Regions from separate parts of the Gossypium arboreum genome. Here region 2 is linked to region 1. The links are chromatin contacts, called in public Hi-C maps. All regions are on one chromosome and are shown on one strand. Each heading gives the region's core, a stretch centred on a gene start, on an enhancer-like site or on the middle of the called end of the contact. The rest is flanking DNA. Distances are from core to core; before and after follow the strand shown.

Region 1 (6,484 bases), core at 2,182-4,681:
AAATCGAGTTACAATCGGATATTTATGAATTTTGATGTTTTATGGTAGAATATGATGTTTGAGATTGTGTTAAACAACTTTTGCTAAATGATTTTTCGTAAAAACGAGTAAAATGATATAATCGGTAAAAATACCTAATATTCATAAGTACATGTTAGAGTGTGAATTTGATGTTGCTATAGAAGGGAAAAATGATCAGCATGTCATAAAACATAAGAAAATAGGATGAGGTTTAATTTACGAGCCTTGGGGCAAAAGTGTAAATATGTGAAAGTTTAGGGGCAAAATGGTAATTTTTCCAAAGTTTGTACTAGGGGCTGTTTTGATGAATGTGTGTATTAAATAAATTAATTTGGTATTATAGATCAAGAGAAAAGAGATTCAAGTCGAGATCAAGGGAAAAATAAAGTTTACGAGGAATAGGTTCGACTATTCTCATTTTGTATCGAGGTAAGTTCATATGTAAATATTGTAATATAACCGTTATTTTAAATCATTTAATGCTATTTATACGATATTATGATTGTTATCATGCAATTTTATGCTTTGTGCTCATTGTTGGACAACATGTAAAAATTTTATGAATTATGTGAAAAATGTGAAAGACTACCGAAGTATAGTTATTAGTATTCCAAGGAGAATGGTAAAGGAGTATGAACGAGGAAAGTCCCGTTGAACCTTAGGAATAGATTAGGATATTTGGGCATCCGAGCTCGTTGAGTCGAGTCCGAGTTCACTTATGGATGCAAATGTCCGAGCTCGTTGAGTTGAGTCCGAGTTCGTGAGATGTAACTAGGCATCCGAGCTCGTTGAGTTGAGTCCAAGTTCACTTATGGATGCGAATGCCCAAGCTCGTTGAGTTGAGTCCGAGTTCACTTATGGGCGGGTTACATGGTATCTTGACTACATATGTGGCACTTACATGCAAACTTTCCATGTATCCGAGTTATATTTCGATGTGTTCAACGGGTAAAATTCTAGTGAAATGGAAGAATACTCAAGATGCAAGTGACGTATAGGTAAGTGTTGTGGAATGGGCACTTTGGACAGGTATGTACTTAACCCTCGGGTTGAGACTTGATACGACAACAATAATATGATAAGATGATGAATGATGAATAGAAATGTGATATATGTTTTGGTGATATTATGCTAATGTTGGTTGGTATAATTGCTTTGTTAAGTTATTTGTTATTTGCATGTGGACTTACTAAGCATCTATGCTTACTCCCTCCTTTTCATTCTTTGTAGTTTTGACAAGTCAATTTGGAGATCGGGACGGTCGGAGGCACGCTCACACTATCACTGGACAATCACGGTATAATGACTTGTAACTTTTAGAAATATGGCATGTATAGCATTTCAATCATTTTGTGTGTATAATCTTATGATATGGCCCATGGATGGAATAGAAATTTTTGAGAATGATTAGCTATTGGAATGGCTAATCAAGTTTATATATGATAACATGTATGCTTTATGTCTTAACTAAACCATAAAAATCCTTGGAAAGGTAAAATTTGCCACAAAATAGAATCAGACAGCAGCAGTGACGTGAATTTTAAAAATCACTAAAAATAGTAGAAATGGAATTAAATGATGAATAAGTTATGGAATCGAATCTTGATGAGTCTATTTTCATATAGAAGAAACGAAACAGGTAAATGAGTAATATTTTATGAGATATTTAAGTTTTGGTGGAACAGGGTCATAGCGATCTCTGAATCCCCTGTTATGACTTTAAAAATTCACCATAAATTATAAAAAAACAATTAGGAGTTTTATATTACATTTATGAAATACTTATTGAGTCTAGTTTTATGAGAAACAAACTTCATAGTCATTGAAACTCTTTACAGGGAGATATCTGATTCGTAATACACAGGGGTCAGAGTAGTCGAACCCTGAAATAGGGGAGACTTTAACTAATAAACTGTACTAATTGGTCTGATAAAAAATTCTAGAAAAAATTTAGTAAGTATATATGTGAGTCTAGTTTCAGGGAAAATTTACAGAATTAGATTTCGAGTTTTGTAACTCGAGATATGAATTTTTTAGCGACTGTGACGCAGTTAGCCTGCTTGTCTGGAAATTCTAAAATAAATTGTTTGAGCTATTTAATTAATGAATTAAGTCCGTTAACACATTGTGCTCGACTCCGACGACGGTCTTGGGTATGGGGGCGTTACATGTTTTTTACCTTGAAATTGTAGTAGCGAGCTATTTGTTGAGCGCATACTGTGTTCTTCATTTCTGCTGCTTCCTTAACCTCATCAATGAGATCAAGGTTGAACTTTATAGCCTTTTGGTTGGCATTTTCATCAAAGTGTGTTGTTCTATGTGACCGCATATCGATTTAATAAAAGTCGACAGATGTCCCAAAGGGGGGTCCTTGTTCTTCCTCTTTGCTTCTGGTTTTTTCTCCTAAAGAATTTAACCGTTGATTCAGTGCATCAACAAAATGCATTGACTAAAAAAAACTAATTAAGAGCAAAATGTCAAATTGACATTGTAAAATATGTGAGATGTTGATTTTGCTGATGCATGAGCAGCAGCATGGCAAAACAAGAAGAAAAAACAAGAACATGCTTTTGTTGAGAGGCAAATCCAAGATCTGAAGCATACCAAACAAATGATCTAGGCCACCATCAGAGCCACAGGAGCTTGCTGGTGGGGAGGGGGTGCAAAATCTTGAAAAATTTTGAAACCAAAGTTTAAGCTCCATGTATATACGGGGCCATGTGTCAGAGACTCACATGATGGCGGCCCATTGTCAATGCTCTGAACCGTCACTGTGTCTGCAGGTAGCTCATCTATTCTAGCTTCCCCCTCTCTCTCTCTCTCTGTATTGGAAATTTGTGTACCACTAACGTTTTCCAACTAGAAGGAAAATGCTTTCCTCACATTCCAATTTCACAATAAAATACGTGACAAAAACCAATTTCACAGTGGGTTTCGGTTTAACTTATCTATCTGCCACGTATTTTAAATCTTTGCATACAAAGAGAATATGACTAAATCATTTATAATTTGCCAATAATTCTTAGATATACAGCACCACCTAGCAATTCAACCCTTAAATCAAGGCTATTTTTCGTTATTTATTTATTTTATGAATTGAGCATTGGCAAAATAATACGATTTTTTTTCAAAAAGAAAAAACCACCAAATATCAAGTATTTCATTTGACTTGGGTCCATCTTCAATCAGATCCTTTTTACAAAGGAACATGCAAAATAAAAGCTTTCTCGAATCACGTGCATCCCATCTTTAAAGTTTGCTCCGCCATTCACATTTTAATAATTTAACAGTAATCATTAATTTATTTTGGAAAATACTTTTTGACTAAAAATCTTTCCACTGTTGAAGTTTCAGTAAGTACAAAACTCAACACACAATTTAAACGGAAATAACGGATGATAAGTCCTTCCCAGAATACAATTTAAACTGTCGGCACCAATTTCACGAGCCAAACTGCCATGTGTCGTTTTAATTGTTTTTCACCTCCGTTCTATCCCGCGCATTTTAGCATCCCTGGCGCACCCAAACCGACGCCCTTAACTTTTAATACAACTACACAGTAATTAAAAACAGTGTCCCCAGTCTTCTTTAATTGCATAACCAAAATTGGAGGGCATCCCGTTTTAAAAACCTTAGGAAACACAGAAACCTCAAAACCCAGTTTTCTTTCTTTCAGGAAATGGTGTGTCCTGAGTTTTCTCATCCTCAATCTTCTTCTCCCATGGCGAAACCTCGGAACCGGTCGTTTTGGTGTCTTCCCGATGCCTTTCTTGTCTTTGGTGTTGCATTTTTAGCTCTTTTATTAGTAGCGTCGTTTTGGTCTTTTTTCACTCCAACACCAAACTTTGAACCCACTGTAACCGACCCACCCTCCAAGTTGAACATGAATCCAGTCGATTGCTCGGAAAGTGGGTTCGGAGTTAACTTAAAATCCGATCCCAAAAACCCCACCTTTTACGACGACCCGGAGATGAGTTACTCCCTTGAAAAGCCGGTGAAAGATTGGGATAAAAAACGAGCAGAGTGGTTGAAGCAACATCCTTCTTTCGCCGCCGGAGCACGTGAAAGAATCGTTCTTGTAACTGGGTCCCAACCCAAGCCATGTAAGAATCCCATTGGTGATCATTTACTCTTGCGTTTCTTTAAGAACAAGGTTGATTACTGTAGAATCCATGGCTACGATATTTTTTACAATAACTTGTTATTGCACCCCAAAATGGGTTCCTATTGGGCAAAGTTACCTGTGGTTAAAGCAGCCATGTTGGCTCACCCTGAAGCTGAGTGGATCTGGTGGGTTGACTCGGACGCCTTGTTTACAGACATGGAGTTTAAGTTACCCTTAGAAAGGTACAAAAACCATAACTTGGTTGTTCATGGTTGGCCTAAGTTGATTTATGAGAAGAAAAGTTGGACCAGTTTAAATGCTGGGGTTTTTCTGATTAGGAATTGCCAATGGTCTATGGATTTGATTAACACTTGGTCTAGCATGGGTCCAATGAGTAAAGATTATGAGAAGTGGGGTCAGATTCAACGATCAACGTTCAAAGATAAGCTTTTCCCTGAATCAGATGATCAGTCGGCTATGGTTTACTTGCTTTATACAGAAAAAGAGAAATATTATGATCATATTTATTTGGAAGGAGAGTTTTATTTTGAAGGGTATTGGGTTGAGATTGTTGGAGGGTACGAGAACACAACGGAGAGGTACTTGGAGATTGAGAGAGGGGCGCCAAAGTTAAGGAGGAGACATGCTGAGAAAGTGAGTGAGCAATATGCAGCTTTTAGGGAAGAATTCCTGAAGGAAGCTGGGAATGGGAAAGGGAGTTGGAGGAGACCATTGATCACTCATTTCACGGGTTGTCAGCCTTGTAGTGGCGACCATAATCAGATGTATGCTGGGGAGTCTTGTTGGAATGGGATGGTCAAAGCTTTGAACTTTGCTGATAATCAGGTGTTGCGCAAGTATGGGTTTGTGCACTCGGATCTACATGATTCCTCCACTGTTACTGAAATTCCGTTTGATTACCCTGCGGATGAGGGTCCATGGTGAAAACCAATACAAAACATACAAAAAGGTATGGTTTTTCATCATCTTATTCCATGTACAAAAGTGTTGGCTTTTAAATTATTTTAATTTTGGGTGGTGGGGACTGGGGAGGGAGGGCTTTGCTTTGTTGAAGTAATGCATGATATTGAAGGATAATGATGTTGTTGTTGAGTAACCCCAACTATCAAAAATTGCTACTAGATGTTGGTGTTTGGTAGGTGGGGATATTAGAGGCTTAAAAGGCTGGTTTTTATTTAATGGTTTTCCGGTAGTATTTAAATCTTTTCTTGGCAAAACAATGACGCTTTTTGCAAGCATGAAAGGGACTTCGGATCATTCCCTTCCCCTTGGGCAAATAAATTCTCTAGTTGAACTCATTTTCAAATGGTTCTTAAGCTTAGTTAAGTAAGTGAGGATAGGCCTTCTAAAAAATTATTTTAAATTAGGTAGAATTTCTATGTTGGAACTACTTGGGTTCAATATCAACTACTCATATTTATGCACATTTATTACTAGGGTTCTTTTTTAATTATTTCTTTTGATATATTAGGACTAATATCAACATTATTCCAACTTTAATTGGATTTGCAACAGAGAATAGGTTTATAATTTTGATTTTGAAACTATGATTTAGGGTGAACTATCAAAATATTCATTTTTGTTTGCCTCATATTATATTTTAGTCATTTATATTTGAAATATTAAGCTTTAGTCACTTACGTTATCGAGTTGTAACATTTTAGTTATTAAGCCTTTAATTGCCATTAACAGTGTAATGATAAGTTGACGTGGTTTATTAAATTATCATTTCAAATAAAATTTTAGGTTAAATTATATAATTGGTCTCTATATTTTTTCGTAATTCTTTTTTTATGGTCTTTTAAATTTTTTTATTTTCTATTCTCTTCTACTTCTCCTAATATTTTCTCCTTCTCTATTTCTTTTAACTAGTTTTTTATGTTTTCCATTTGTTAAAATTGGTCCCTATACTTTTATTTTTTTAATAATTTAATTTTTTCTTTCTATTTCTTTATTTGTTAAATCCAAATATATTTGATTATATACTATGTGTAGACCCAGAGACCATTTTTATCATTGCAAGATGAATAAAATCGATCCTATTGAATTAATCAATAACGATTCTTCTTCGATATATAATAGAACACAAAGTTAAATTCTACCAAAGATATTGATTTGCTTACCAAATTGGTGCCAAGAACTAGAAACCAAGCTAACTCTAATGAGATAAGAAGGAATAACCAGTATCATGAGAATCTTTATTGAAATATCATGTCCAAGCAATTCTATAAAATCACCACAATAATCCATTTTTGGATCTTTTGTATGGCTTCAACAATAATTGTAAAATATTAGAAATCCCAGTTCACAATTGTCTATAATAAGCAAAAAAGATTA
Region 2 (6,484 bases), core at 2,343-4,842, 240 kb before region 1:
AGGATGGGATCCATAGAACTCTGCAAACATAGTAAATTATAGTTTTAACAAAGAACGAAAAAACAATTAGCCATGGGTCGGGGATATTTTCATTGAGTTTGAGAAAGTAGAGAGACTTGTGAAGAGGTACAACCTGAAGCATCATGATAGCAGCCACTATCCGGATGGTCCAAGCAACAAAGTAAGATGTGCTTATGTCAATTGATCCATCTTCGGTGAGGACAAGTTTGCGAACAACCCAGAAACCCAACCAAGCTCCAGCCAGAACAAGAAAACCCAAGAGAAATATAGCCAACTGAAATTTAAACATAAAAAGCAGTTCTCCGGATTATCAGGAAATATTTGCAAAGCTTCTCAGCAGCTACCACATCCATTTATAAAAGTTCAAACCACTGAGCCATAAATACATGTCACACATGTAACATTTAGCTGCAACCAATATGTAGTTAAAATGTGCAGATAAGAAAAATGCCCGTATTTGAATCTGGAACCAAGTGAAATAAAGAGTGCAAGTAGAGAAACTCTAGTCTCAATACTAGAATGAAGGTATAAATCTAAGCCAATTTGCAAATCAAGTATTTAATTCAGAAATTTTTGCATTTTTTGGGGGGTTTAAAATAATACATGGATTGTTTTGTTACTTTAGAACACCTATATGCAATGATAAAATATTGATTACAACTGGAAGGGGAACAAAGGAAGAGGAGACAATAGCTAGATTTCAAACAATTCATACAACCATTAAAAATTAAACACCATAATTTTCTAGAGACAGGAAGTATTCAATATAAAGAAACCCTTAACAGAATAGAACTTTAGCAATTCTACATTGATTTTACCATTTCATTTTACATAATGATATCATATGAACAACAGTTTGATTTGACGGCCAAAATCCATAAGATCTTTAATCATTCATGGTTCACTCGCTACCCAGTCAAATTTACAGTGTCTCATCCAACATGAACAAAGTAATTGATAACAATAATAATTAGTGACTGAAAAATCCTAGAGGTTACGCTCTATATCATAGAGAAACATAGAGCAAGCGAACAAAAATATTTGCAGGAGACTTACATACAGGATTATACATGTCTTCAGTGATTCCCATTTCTGAAAGTATTGATTGCACCAACTGTGGTATATAGCGGAGAAGTATAGATCCCAAACCAAGCTAAAACAATGACAATACCATACGTGAGAAGAATTAACAGAAGACATAGGCATAAACACATACGCATGCATATGGAAATGTGCACATAAACACACACAGACAAACAATAAAGTGGCAGAAAAAGGAGATCATCTCATCTGTACAGTTTATACTCACCATAGATGAATATATAACAATAGCAAGTGAGCTCTTCCGACCAGTTGGGAGAAGCTTCATTCCCTATTAAACATAAGAATATTAATCATAACAGAGATTGATAACTGAACAGACAACAGCAGTGAGCACAAGTTGAGGAACTTTCAAGTAATTCATCAATCACAGTATTTACCTGAAACAGGACTATTAATACCACAAGGATAACCCCGATTGCCATTGCACCACCATAGTAAAATACTAATGATTGGCTTAGTGTATATGCCACACTCCACAACACAATGCCCAGTGCTAAAAAAACTATACGATATTGGAAAAATTCTGCAAAAAAGATGAACAGGTAAATGATCAAAGAACAGGGTCCGTAAACAAGTTTCAATTGTCAAGACATAAAGCAACACAGATAGAAGGATCACAAATATACCCTCTTCAATTGACACTTCAAGCGTCTGTGTAGAAGAACTGGTCATTCGTATATCTAAGAGCTTGTGATCGAAAGGAGACATCGATTTAGCCCATAATCCGTTTGAAACCTTCTCCCACTTGCCTTGAGGGCACATCCCTATCCCAAGTGAAGCATTCCTGCAAAAACAAAGATATCAGTCAGAAATAAGGTTCAAATTTTGCAAGTTTTCAACAGATAGAAACCTTCTAAGTTGAAAACTTCTAAGTCTGTTCTTTTAAAGAATTTATCACTGAATTCAACCAAGTAGTTATGTGAAACCACATACCTGTGGAAGCAAACTGCAACATTAGGTCTGCGTAGGGTGGAATTTCCTTGTGAAACCTTCAGCTTGACTGAATGAGCAAATTTCATGAGATTCCTAAACCTAGGCAAACCATCAACGTGAACTCTTTCGCAAACAACTTTAGTTCCAGGCTTTAAACCAGGAGACTTCTCCACTTGTACGCCAGGAGTTAACTGCAACGTCTTATTAGACTCCTCAACAACTGCAAACATAAAAAACATGATACAATCAAAATTTAAGAAATTTCCACTACTAAGACATTATTATGAGCAATTACAAGAAATATGATAAGCACAGACAACCCAACCAACTAAAGCTATTTGAACATTTGATTCCTTATCCATCTAATTTCATCAAGATTTAACTCTTTAACCACTAAAAGGCAAAAAGAAAACCCTAATTCATAGAATTCAGAGAGTTAAGAAAAACATGCAAGAAGTAAGAAAGAGAAAGAAGGCAGAGAGTACCCAAAGAAAGTTTCTGGGCAGATGCAAAGGAGGAAAAACTTGAAAGAAGGAAGAAGATAAGGCAGAGAAGCAAAGCAGAGGGGAGGTCCCGTTTCCTGATACCCATTGTTGAGTCGGAGTTGAGAGATTGAGGAAAGCATGCATAGGCAGGACTTTGAAAATACGGTCGGAGTCGGAGCCGGTCGTTTTGGTGTCTGTTCGATGGCTTTCTTGTCTTTGGTGGTGCCTTTTTAGCTCTTTTATTAGTAGCGTCGTTTTGGTCTTTTTTCACTCCAACACCAATCTTAGAACCTACTGTAACGGACCCAACTTCCAAAACACAGAAAATTAAGAGACATAGATGATAGCTTAAAGCACTCACAACATCATAGTCATAGTCCATGCTTTTGTAACATCTTACCCGTTCTTTGATTGTTCACTGGTATTCAACATCAACAGTTCATTAATTTAACTTAGCTAAGTTACCTGGTGTTGTTGTTGTTCAGTTTCAATTGGTACCTTTCTGATATGAAGTGCTTTCTGGACACTGATATCAGTTGCCCAAACTTTGCAAAGGTAACAATAATAGTTCTGTAATATGGCTTAGTCAGCAGCTCGATTTATCTAAACAGAGTCTAAAACACAAGTAAAAACTAAAAACACAACTTCATTTCTCAAAGCTCAAACTCAAAGTTTAAAATAAAACAAAATAAATTACACACACTCAAATCCAGCCAAAAACCAAGCAGCCCATCATTCCCTCATCTACAATACACATCAAGAGTCAAGAAATTGCTTAAATTTTCAAGTACCTATTTTTACTTGAGTCTTTCTTGATCTTTGTTTTGTTTCTCCATTTTTGATGCAGACATGAGGAGAAGGAAGGACTAAGCAAGGATTAGAAGTTAGATCTTAGATTCATGAGATTTTTATGGGAAAAAGTTTTAGGGAATAGGGAGTTTTGAGGTTAAAAAAGAGAGTTTTCTAACTTTCTGTTTCGGACAGAGCGAAATAAAGAAACAAAAACAAATGCTGGAAAAAGATAGAAGGTTATAATTTGTGAATTAGGCCCGCTTTCTAAAGATTTTTTCGGCCTGACCCGGCTCATTCTGAATTTGTTTAAATATCTTTTTATTGTTATTTGCTGTCATTTTTACAATGATTTATTGTTATTATTTAGTTATTATATTCACTCGTCAAAACTCGAAACTTTGTTTAAAAAATGAGAGTGTTTGAATAAAATATAAACTCAAAAAATTAGATTAGATAAAAAAAATAGCTATCAAGTAAAATTTTTTGACTGTCGATTCAAATTGAATTTACCTAAATATTTTTTTTTGTTGTTTTGTTGTTGTTTGTTGCCATTTTGATGATATTTTACTCTCATTTTATTATTATATTAGTACTATTTTATTATTATTTAGATATTATATTAAAATTATTTAAATATAAAAAGTTTTTAATATATTTTTAATTTTTGATAAGAAAATATTTTAATATTTTTAATATTTTAATGTATTAAATTTTAATATTTATTTTATATAAAAATTAATATATATATATATAATTAATATAAGCAGGGGCTGAATTTAAATAAAATTTTAAACTTATTTTTCAATAAGTTAAATTGGACTCAAATTTAAAAAATAAACTTAAAATTTTAGATTAGCTCCACCCGACCCATGATTGGGTATAATCGTGATGGGGGCCATGATGTTTTTTATGGGTTTGGCCTAAGTTTGGGGATTTGGGTATTTGAGTGGGAATGGGTGGGTGTGGCTGATGGTATTTGGACTTTGGGTCGATTTTGTGTTTAAAACATAGTTTTCATTTAATATTTTTATGGTTTATTTGGTTATTAGTTATATTTGTTAGTTATTTTAATGGGTTATTTAATGATTACTTATATTTGTTCATTATTTTGGTTTTGTTATCTGATTGTTATTTTTATATTATTAATAATTATAGTTATGAAATTATGATTATTGTATAACTAATCATAAAATAAGGTTTAATTTATTAAAAATTATGCATTATAATTTGAGGTAGATTCAATTTTGGTGATGCTATTAGTAACATAACACTTTCATTTTAAAGATTATATTATTATGATTTTATACAAATGAAGCATGCCATTAGGTGAGGAGTTCCCGACTAAAGGGTGCATCAAGCGAAGATATAGGATGGCATTTTAGATCTTTTATGCCAAATATAAAACGAAATATTGCATGTAAACTATGTGGAATAGTTATTAAAGGAGGAATAATGCAATTTAAAAATTCCATTGCTTATAAAACCAACAATGTTGCACAATGCCCAAATGTAACTAATATGTGACATTTTATATGTTTTTCAAAATTTGTAATTTTATATTTATCAATAAATATTATACAATAATATAAATGTGTGAATCAATAATATAATGTGTGAATCATTAATCATTTTTATTTTCTTAACAGGAATCATCAAAAAAAAAAATGATGAACCTTTTAAAAGAAAGCAAAGAGAAAGAAGTTGACAATAAAAGAAGACAAGATGAATTTTTAACCTGATTAAGAGAAGATGATGACTATGAGGGATTTGATGATAAGGATTCTACTATTAAACAAGCTACTTAGGACAGTCTCTAACCACAACACGAATGAAATAGGAGGCAAGAATTCAAAAGAAGTAAAGTTGGTTGGAGTAACATTATGATGAAGGATAAACTCCTTAATGGTCTATTGCACAATATTTTGGAGAAAGAATAAGAAAATACTGTCCAAGTAAGTTCAAGTTTGCTTTAAGAGGAGCTATACCTGAATTAGTCAAAAGTAAGAGCTCAAAGCAACCAAAAGTGACTCTATTTTAAAGACTCTAAAAAAGAAGTTAGGTGAATCATTATATAATTTTTTTTATATAAGAGTGACTTCCTTTTCAATTAACAAATTCTCCTTAGTTATATAACTTAATTGAAGTGGTGGGAGAAATTGGGATGATTATCATCTAAGGATATTATTATGAATTATGTTTAGCTTATTATCTAAATCCACAATTTCAATTTGGGGTGGAGCGTTCTATGAACATATTATGTGAAACATTAGAAGGTACAAAAGATGTAATTAAAAGACTTGAACCTTGTATAGATACTCAAATAAGAATGATTAGCCTTGTTAGATTCAAATAATTTTATATATAATTTTGTTATATATTTTGAAATGAATTTATTTATTTCTTTTTATTCAATCTTTTATTAGAGTAATTGTTCTTTTTTAGAAAGAAGAAACATTTATCACTCCACAGGCATAAAGCCTAGAAGTAAATGAATTCGGGTAAATTAATAATTAAATCATTTAATTTTTTTGTTAAGGGTTTATTCATTTATTTTAATTTATATTATTTAATTATATTGTAAATTTTAAACTTATTTTAAAATTAAATAATATTATGTAGCTAAAGTACTTAGTCAAACTGTCACACCCTAAAATAGAGCCTAAGAATTTTAGGGGTATTTTAAGAATTTTAGCCTTAGAGTGTTCAAAATTTTGTGACATGGCATATCGGTAATGTTTTCAATTATGATTTTTAGAAAATTAAATTAATTTCCGAAAATGAGTTTTAAAAACCTTTAATTTTGAAGTTAGGACTGATTTGTAAAAAATCAAAATTTAGAGTTTTTATGAAGCAATTTAACTAGATTTCAAAATTCAAGCTAAAAAACTCTCTTCTCCAAGTTATTTCACGTAAAAACTACCCAAAGTTTGTGTTTGTCGTCCCTTGATTCTCTCTTGCTATTTCAATCAATTTTGAACTCCAACTGCTAGTTCCTTTTGATTTCTATCATCTCCTAAGTTATAAACCTCTATAAAAACCAAGAAAAGCACCTAAAACACCATAGTTTCCTCCATTGTCAAGCTTGTGGATTTTTTGGGTTTTCGATCACACATTGATTTTCTTCATCTAAGGTAACGATTCAATTCCTT

What was found. Hi-C and Micro-C count contacts between places; a contact is called where the count stands out from the background.
Region 2: a contact with region 1 is called in a Hi-C map of leaf, with 2.8 times the contacts expected there. The contact joins the promoter of LOC108460659 here to the promoter of LOC108465087 in region 1. A contact is called at or near these places in 2 of 5 Hi-C or Micro-C datasets (both in leaf).

Annotation. Positions count from the first base shown.
Region 1 is chr12:47,056,932-47,063,415 of ASM2569848v2, reverse strand. It overlaps LOC108465087 (putative glycosyltransferase 7), which reads left to right and starts at 3,431. Exons shown (of 2, transcript XM_017765397.2): 1 at 3,431-5,096. The coding sequence starts at 3,701. The coding sequence ends at 5,071.
Region 2 is chr12:47,294,727-47,301,210 of ASM2569848v2, reverse strand. It overlaps LOC108460659, which reads right to left and starts at 3,592. Exons shown (of 11, transcript XM_017760237.2): 1 at 3,335-3,592; 2 at 2,544-3,113; 3 at 2,059-2,278; 4 at 1,752-1,909; 5 at 1,503-1,648; 6 at 1,331-1,393; 7 at 1,082-1,174; 8 at 134-295; 9 at 1-20. The coding sequence starts at 2,925.